2 separate regions of the Mus musculus genome follow, and region 1 is linked to region 2. The links are chromatin contacts, called in public Hi-C maps. All regions are on one chromosome and are shown on one strand. The core of a region is the stretch at or near the end of the contact, and the rest is flanking DNA. Distances in the headings are between cores, read along the strand shown. Region 1 overlaps Thsd4 (thrombospondin, type I, domain containing 4). Region 2 overlaps Thsd4 (thrombospondin, type I, domain containing 4).

Region 1 (4,201 bases), core at 938-3,437, 120 kb before region 2:
GGTTAATTATTAATTTTTAATGAAATTAATTTTATGTGTATGGGTGTTTTGCCTGCATCTATGTCTCTATACAAAGTGTGTGCAGTGTCCAGAGGCCAGATCACCTGGGACTGGAATTATAGAAGGTTGTGAGCCACTAAGTGGATGATGGGAATTGAACCCACATCCTCTGCAAGAGCAGACAGTGTGCTTCATCTCTGAGCCATCTCTCTAGCCCATCAGTGGTTAGCTAGTAAAAGTGCACACCCGTTATGTACTAGTCATTGCGGTAGGCTATGGAGATACTGATAAATAAGACCTAGCCGCCCCCGCCCCCAGCCTGTTTCTCGTGACTTAGGCAGGAATCTAAGCACACATAAGAAAAGTTGGCTGTACCCAGACAGCTCATGGGGTCCAATGGGAAGCCAGAAAAGCGCATATTTTCTGTGGAAGCGTGCTTTGGATCAAGCCGAGCATTGAAGAGAATCTCAGTCGAAGCTAGGTGTGCATTTCTGGTTCTGTGCTGGGAAGGCAGCATGAGAGGAGAAAAACGATACAGACCGAGGCTGGGAAGCCTGTGGAAAAGCTGCAGAGACAGCGGCAGGGCTGGTCCATCCAGGGCCTAGGGGACAGAAGGTGCAGTAGCCAAGCCAGAGAATGCAGAGAAGAGAGCAAGGGCAAGAGCCAGTTCATGTCTGGGCTGGGGTGCTGTAGACGGATCAAGCAGTCCTCACGGAGTGGTTCCCAGGCAAAGAGTGACAGCACCAACCAACCTGGCATTGTTGGAAATACAGATTCTCAGGCCCAGGTTAGACTTATCAGGTAGAGCTTCATGATCTATTGTGATAGGTACCCCAAGGGATTCTGATGGCCACTCAGAGAAAGGCTGTGAAGAACTAGAAGGGCATTAGTCTATGATGCTGAGCCCAGACTGGGGCGTGCTGGTTCTATATGTGTGTGGCAATGTCTAGGACCACTGCTAAAGTATAGCCCTCCAACTGCTGCATGGGTGACACCAAAGGGCTGTCACAGTTGCAGAATCAGGCCTCCTTCAAACCGGACAAACCACAAGCTTATTGTGATCACACATATGCATGCGTGTTCGTGCACACACAGACACACACACACCTACTAGGAGATTTGCTTGTATCCCACAGGCTAGCCTAAAGGCAGGAATTGGGGTTGATGCTCAGGACTGTGGTGTAGTCAGGATGACCAAACTGTGACATGATCTTTATAAATGCGTTTAGGTTTAGCACTGGAATTGGAGTGTGGCAGAGATTCCCAGCATGTAACATATAAACACCATCACTAATGGCTCTAGCCGTCACTTGCCAGCCTGGAGGGTATCTCAAGAAATGTCACATCCTAGTGATTCCCTGAGCAGGAACTTAATTCTGACCCCACTAGGAGAAACTGAGGCGCAAAGACCAAGTAACTTACTCACAGCTCCTAAGCTAGTCCTCTGTCCTCTCCACCAGTGGCAGAGCTGAGGTTCAAACTCACAGTTCTAGGCTTCAGGGCTGAGTGTGTATCTTAGGCTGCTACTCTCACATCTCTGAACTCTGAACTGTAACTGTTCAAACTTACTGCCTGCTGCAGTTTCGTGTTTCACAAAGACCCTGACTAAAAGCCACGCAGGATGGAAGGCTTTATTTGGCTTACAGTTCTAGGCAATGGCTCATTATTATGGGGACATCACGGCAGAAACTATTCCTTCTAAGAACGGAAAGAAATGAGTGTATCTATGCTGCCTGCTTGCCCGCTCTCAGCTAGCTTTTTCCACTCTTACATACTTCAGGGCCCAGCTTAAGGAATGGTACCACCCACAATGGAGTGGGTCTTCCTATATAAACTAACAAGGCCTGCCTAGAGGCCAGTTTAACCTATTTAATTCTCTTCCCAGGTGACTACAGGTTACTCTAGTGCTGTGGAATTAACAGTTAAAACTAACCAGCACATTGCCTAACTTTTAGCAATTAGCCAAGTTGCTAATTGTGTCATGTGGAGCTCCTAAAGCCCCACAGCTTGGTTCTGAGAGACAAAGCTCAAGAATGAGCCAACTTATTCCCCAGGGTAGCTACTGCATGCTCTCCTGGAAGGGTTAAACAGCCACGTGGGGCCCTGTGGACACATCTGTGCTTATTGTGACAACTCTGTGTAAATGTATCCCATTCTGTGGAGGCCCCCTGCAAGTGTCCAGATGGTCTCTGTCTTGGTGAGGAAGAGGCCACCATGAACCACCAGGATTGTTTGCCCTGCTGGGTCACAAGGAAAACAACTGCTGTCTCAGCCAAGTGGGGATGACTGGGTTGCTCACCCACCGTGGGGAGTCCAGGACTAAGAAATCCAATTGCTTACAGTCACATCTGGCTGGCTTGCTCATTCTCTGTAGTCTGTTTATCAGGATGAAATGAACATTTAAGGCTTTCACATCGTTATCTTTTCAAAGGTGTGGTTGTTTCAAGAGATTTCGAGTAGTTTTAGGGTATTGGGAAGAGCTACCCTCCCCCTTCTCCCACCGCACACCAAAAAGCAATGAATATAAAACTAGACACTTGTTAATGTGGATTCTCCTTTAGGGGAAGGGTCTGTTTGGGGCAAGATGCTTTCCCCATCACCCGACATAGCAGCTTCCTTCTCTGCTGCCCACAAGTGTTATCAAGCAGGTGCGGGTGGCTTCATCAGTGTGTACTGAGCCAGTGACCGCAGGGCAGCCTGTCCACAGGCAAGCAGACCCTTTTATACAGGGCACAGGGCACAGGGCACAGAGGGGTAGGTTGGTTTGTTTTCTTCACTAAGCCCAGTCATTTCTGATCTTGAATTTTGACCCCTTCCCCTTTGTTGCAATTCTGTTCTGTGACTGTGTTCTTCAAACCTGTGGGTCCGTGGACCAGCAGCACCGGAATCTCCGGAGAGATTGAGGCTCTATCTCAGAGCTCTGAGCAAAGCGCGCTCCCCCCACCCACCCATATATTTAAAGATAAAGATATAGTATGTTTGTGTGTACTTGATGTGCACCTGTGTGTGTGGTGTTAGGAGGTAGTTTTATGAGTCCAGTCATCTCAGGAACATGTTCATCCATACCTTGCTGACCAGAATCAAAACTGAGTTCATGTCCCCAGTGCCTGGAACCCAACTCCTGTCCAGCTTCCTCAGATGTTTCATGTTTGTCTGCTAACCCATAAAGGATGTAAAGAGGGAAGATGCTGTTACCCCGTTATCTACAGGAAGGCACACAAGTCACAAATGTGTTCCTAGTTAATTGACTATGTGCAGCTTGCCCACTCCTTTATTTCCTTATCATTCCAAAATTCCAGGCTAGAGTCCAGGAGAGGACCTGACTGCAAAAGCTGGCTCAAGGTCTCTGAAACCAGGTGGCCTGGATAAGGCCCAGTCACCAATGTTGACATCCTGGCTTAACCCCTTGTGTCAAAATATGATTGGTCATGCAACAGCCCACCCCATCCCCCTTGCTTTGTGTTCCCATTTTATAAAAACGTTGTACACTCTCCCTTCAGGGATGAGGTTCGGACCCCCGAACTGGCCGCCCCCCTGAGTGCTCAGAGAATAAAGCTTCCATTTTAAGACTTCTGGGGAGTTCTCTTGGCTCCCACCCTGAACCCCACCAGAAGAGGCTAGAGGTCAACCTTAGCGTCTTCCTTAATGATTCACTGGCTTATTTTTTCAAGATAAAATCTCAACTGGAGCTCTCTGGGTTAGCTAGACTGGCTGGCCAGCAGGTCAGCATCTTTCATGTGCGTGCTGGAAGGATCAACTGAGCTCCTCGTGCTGGCACAGCAAGTACTTGACCAACTAAGCCACCTCTGCAACCCAGAACCTGCATCCCAACAAGGTCTTAGGCACCAGCAACTGTGAGACGTCCTATTCCAGTTGTCTGGGTTTCTCCATTACCTTCAACTAAAGTCTCCACTGAGCACTTACTTTGGGGCTAGGTTTCATTTTTTGGTCAGCTTTCAGAACTTAAGAACATACACACTCCAAAATTCCTTCTTTTGCCTTCCTATGATGTCATTCATTTTACCTGGCCTGCCACAAGAAAGGAAAAGGCAAATTGGGTCCAACTCATAGATGTATTCTAAGACTAACTTCTTAATGGCGTCTGTTAAAGCCTCCACCGTTAACTGAGTCCCAAGTGTTGCCAAGATTAGTTGAGAAATGCCTGAAGGGAAAGTAAATACTGCAGCTTAGTTTAATTCAG
Region 2 (3,977 bases), core at 606-3,105:
TCTCACGTGTAGCTTGGCTCTTACCAGCCCTGCAGTGACGAGGACAGCCAGCGTTCTTCCCACCAGATCTGTTATACAGGAGAAGCCTCTGTTGTATTGGCTTCGTTTCACATGCATGCCTTTCCCCAGACCTTCTTGAATAGAAGGAGACCATCCCAACCTCCCCCTATATACAGTAAAAAGAGAGAGGCCCAGGAAGCCATTCAAGTTTATACTGTGACTTTAACATGGGGAAGTAATGATTTACCAATGGGACTATGTATCATTTTGCTTTTAAGAAGTGAATGGGGCCTGTGAGATAACTCATCGTGTAAAGGCGCCTGCCGCCAAAGCTGAGGACCTGGGTGAAATCCCTGGGCCCTATATGGTAGCAAGAGAGAACTGACTCTCGGGAGTTGTCCACATACATGGCTTTGCATGCGGTTACGCACTTGGATGTGTGCGCATGCACACACACACACAGTACTAAAGAGGAGACTGTCATGTGGAGTGTGGTGCAGTAGGAATGGCTTAGAAGTTAAGAGAATGCATTGCTCTTGCTGAGGACCTGAGTTGGTGTCTGAGCACCCATGCTGGGCAGCTCACAACTGTCTGTAATTCCAACTTTAGAAGATCTAGTGCCCACTTTGGTCACCCACACTCACATGTGTATGTAAATTTAAATGTGTATGTATGCATTTAAAATAATTAAAAAAGACTTTTAAAAAGCAACAAAAATAAAGAGAACATCAGAATGGAGTGAGATGCTGAGGAAAGAGGAAGATGATGCTTAGAGAGCTGCCAACGGAAGAGAAAGAGGAGGAGCCTGGTGCTCTCTGTCCTGTGGGCACTGGGCCTTCCAGAGCTGTGCATTACTCGGCTTTCTGTCACTACATTGAAAGGTTGGCTTTTGTCTCACAGATGTCAGTGTTCCAGTACATGAGATGATTGCCCTTTGCTTTGAGCCAGGATTATATTATGGTAGGATTGATTATTAAAGAACAAATCTACTCACCTTATGACCAGGAAGCTGGGGGGTGGGGGGGAAGAAGAGGAGGAAGAGGAGAAGGAGAAATGAGGAGCCCTGTAATCCCTTTCAGAGGGGCCCTCAATAACCTGAAGACCTCCCACCAGCACCACCTTGGGAACCAAGCCATTAACATGGCTCAGGAAGACTTTATGATCTAAAGTGTGGCAGGCTGTTTTTGAGGCACTCCATCAAGGTTGAAGAACTCCAGCATTCATATAAAGAATGCCAGCATTCTGGAGTAGAACTCTCACATCAAATATACCAGAATGGCAAACCCAGCCTTGCCCTCCTCACCCACATGTGTGTAAATCTGTGTACTTTTGAAATCAAAGATGAAATGGTTGTTATTGAACAGTTAGCCCTGACAAATAAAGGCACTCAGGTGGTGTAAGAAGCTAAGACCATAGTTCAACGGAATGCCAACTCCCTGGAGTTCAGAAACCTCTGACCTTCAGGCAGACAATCTCCTGACTCAGGAGGGTTTTGTAGAGGTTTTTAGGACTGACCTAAGGATGTCCTGTTGTCAGGGAAGACAGATGGGAAGGACATGTCTAACCCTGGGCTGGGGCTGTCCCGTAAATATCACAGATAAACATTGCCACCAGGGACCTTAGGAAAAGGAAGAGGGACAGCTGCTTTCAGTCAGATAGTGACAGGTACTTGAGAGAAACTAGAAATGGATATATTTACAGGAAAAACAAAACTTAACTTTGTGCCTTTAATGCAGACATCGGAGTTTCCAGCAGATGGAGATGTTCCCACATGAAAGAGACCGTTTACAGGTACCACTGCCCCAGACTTCCTGCTCCTTAGGACTGGATCACTCAGTCCTTGGGAGAGGCAGAGAGGACTTTGTAAAATGTCGGCTTCCTAGCTTTAAATCAGTTAGGTTTTCTATGGAGAACTTCAGGGAGACCAGGGCTTCTCTGAGAGTTGGCGTTTGAAAGGATAAAAGCCTTAGCTCACTCTTTCCTTGTTTGAGGTGGATTTGGCCCCTTGTCTTTTGTTTCTTAAGCCCTGTGTGTGTTTTTGTGTGTTTGTGTGTGTGTGTGTGTGTGTATTTGCATCATAGTACTGGATGCTTTAGGAGTCAAGTTTGCAAGCTTTAAGGTTTTGTTGTCTTTCTTTTTCTTCTTAGTTCTCTACTCTTCTGTCTGCAGGCCTAGGGTCAAGTTGTTTCCAGAGGCTGCCTGTATTCTGTTTGGGGGCCTTTGAAGGCTTGGTCAGGGCGCTTTTGCCTCAGGTTGGAAGAGCTGAAAGGCTGAGCTGGGAGAGAGCAATGAGGCTCACCTCATTAACATTTAAAACAACAACAACAAGGGCCGCCCTACTGCAGAAGGGGGGGGGGGGGATGATGATCGTGGGACTTTGTTGTCTGGGCGACCACGGGGTTAGGGAAACATTCTCAGATCTGCTGTAGGCTCCCTGGTTTGATGCTTTTTCTCGCTACAAATCATATGGCCCAACAGAGGGCTTCCATGAGGTGACAGTGTGGCTGCAAGCTTAAAAGGGATCGTTTTCATAACTTGTTTTTTCTTCCTTGGTCGTTTTCCTAATGGTTCAATACAGAAGATCTCAGATTGTATTTTGCTTCCTTTTTCGGATGATGAAGGGAAACGCTCTCAGATTTTAGGGTAAAGATAAATTCCAGGAGGAGGGTGAGTGGGTCACTGGGGGTGCACTACGCCACCTAGTGTCTGCTTCACTTTTCCCAAAGCATTGCATCAGTTATACAAAGCTACCGCTTTCATACTGAGCTCAATATGTTCATATAATTTGTAAAAAGAAATAAGGATTGGGGAGATGGTGTTGTGTTTTATAAAACCATGGTGCAATGTGGTGGGGTGGGGGGAGTCTGGGTGGGCCTGTGCCTAGGTGTCTACCTAAACAATCAGCCAGATATAAAAGGAAGTTTATTGGGAGAAGGGAAGGAGACGTGGGAAAGGGGGTAGAGGCAGAGAAAGAACAACAAAGGAGAGAGGGAGAGAGAGAGAGAATATGAATGAGAATGTGGTAACTAGTGGTCTTATGATGCCTGGATCCTGGCTCATGAAGCGACCTGATGCTAGGTTGCTGTTGGGTGGAGGCAGAAAAATTGCCAACAGATAGCACAGTCACAAAGTATTCAACCTGAAAACGTGAAGATGTGAGTTTGATTCCTGGAACCACATTTTTTAAAAATGTGGGAGGAGGAGCAGCAGCAGCAACAGCAGCTGCTAGGTTTGGTGGCTGTGTACTTAGAATCCCAATGCTAGGGGTGTGAAGACATTTGTATCTTTGGGCTCACTGAATAGCTGGCCAGCCTACTCATCAACCTCCGGTCAGTGAGAGACCTTGCCTGAAAAACAAAAGTGGACAAGACCTGTCGTAGGGCTTCTGTTGCTGTGATGCAACACCATGAGCAAAACGCAAGCTGAGGAGGAAATTGATTTATTTGGTTTACACTTCTACAGCACTGTTCATCAGTGAAGGAAGTCAGGACAGGAACTCAAACAGGACAGGATCCCGGAGGCAAGCATTGATCCAGAGACCATGGAGTATACTGCTTCCTGGCTTGCTCCCTTAGGCTTGCTCAGCCTTCTTTCTTATAGAACTCTGGACACCAGCCCAGGGATAGCACCACCCACAATGGGCTGGGTCCTCCCCCTATCAATCATTAATTAAGAAAATGCTTTACAGTTGGATCTCGTGGAGGCATTTTTCTCAATCGAGGCTCCTTCCTCTCTGAGGACTCTAACTTGTGCCAAGTTGACACACAAACCCATCTAGTATAACACCTGAGGAATGCTACCTAGGATGTGCTCTGCCCTCCATGGACATTCGCCCCCACATACACAGGTAAACGATTCTGTCTGCTACTATAGAAGATTGCCAGCCAAGAGAGAGTTCCCTGGGTAGTTCAAGGTCGACTTCTCTGTCTCCTATGTACAAATGAGAGGTGTCTTCAACAATAGGGTACTACTACCTG

The links. A called contact is a pair of places that touch in the nucleus more often than the background predicts.
Region 1: a Hi-C map of the G1E-ER4 cell line shows a contact between it and region 2, with 2.4 times the contacts expected there. The contact joins two enhancer-like sites. A contact is called at or near these places in 1 of 15 datasets of contacts at CTCF or cohesin (the G1E-ER4 cell line), 11 of 484 Hi-C or Micro-C datasets (the G1E-ER4 cell line, embryonic stem cells, muscle stem cells and 3 more), 1 of 115 datasets of contacts at active chromatin or transcription factors (intestinal villus epithelium) and 1 of 9 other capture datasets (embryonic stem cells).

What each region holds. Positions count from the first base shown.
Region 1 is chr9:60,396,272-60,400,472 of GRCm38.p6, reverse strand. All of the region lies in intron 4 of Thsd4 (thrombospondin, type I, domain containing 4), which reads left to right. Among named protein-coding and RNA genes, the nearest start is that of 2010001M07Rik, 64 kb to the right of the region's middle. Within about 2 kb of position 2,187, at least 8 of the 459 cell types and tissues checked have an H3K27ac peak or open chromatin away from gene starts, as enhancers often do. A contact at or near this core is called in the G1E-ER4 cell line, where this site is marked.
Region 2 is chr9:60,274,334-60,278,310 of GRCm38.p6, reverse strand. All of the region lies in intron 6 of Thsd4 (thrombospondin, type I, domain containing 4), which reads left to right. Among named protein-coding and RNA genes, the nearest start is that of 2010001M07Rik, 58 kb to the left of the region's middle. Within about 2 kb of position 1,855, at least 23 of the 459 cell types and tissues checked have an H3K27ac peak or open chromatin away from gene starts, as enhancers often do. A contact at or near this core is called in the G1E-ER4 cell line, where this site is marked.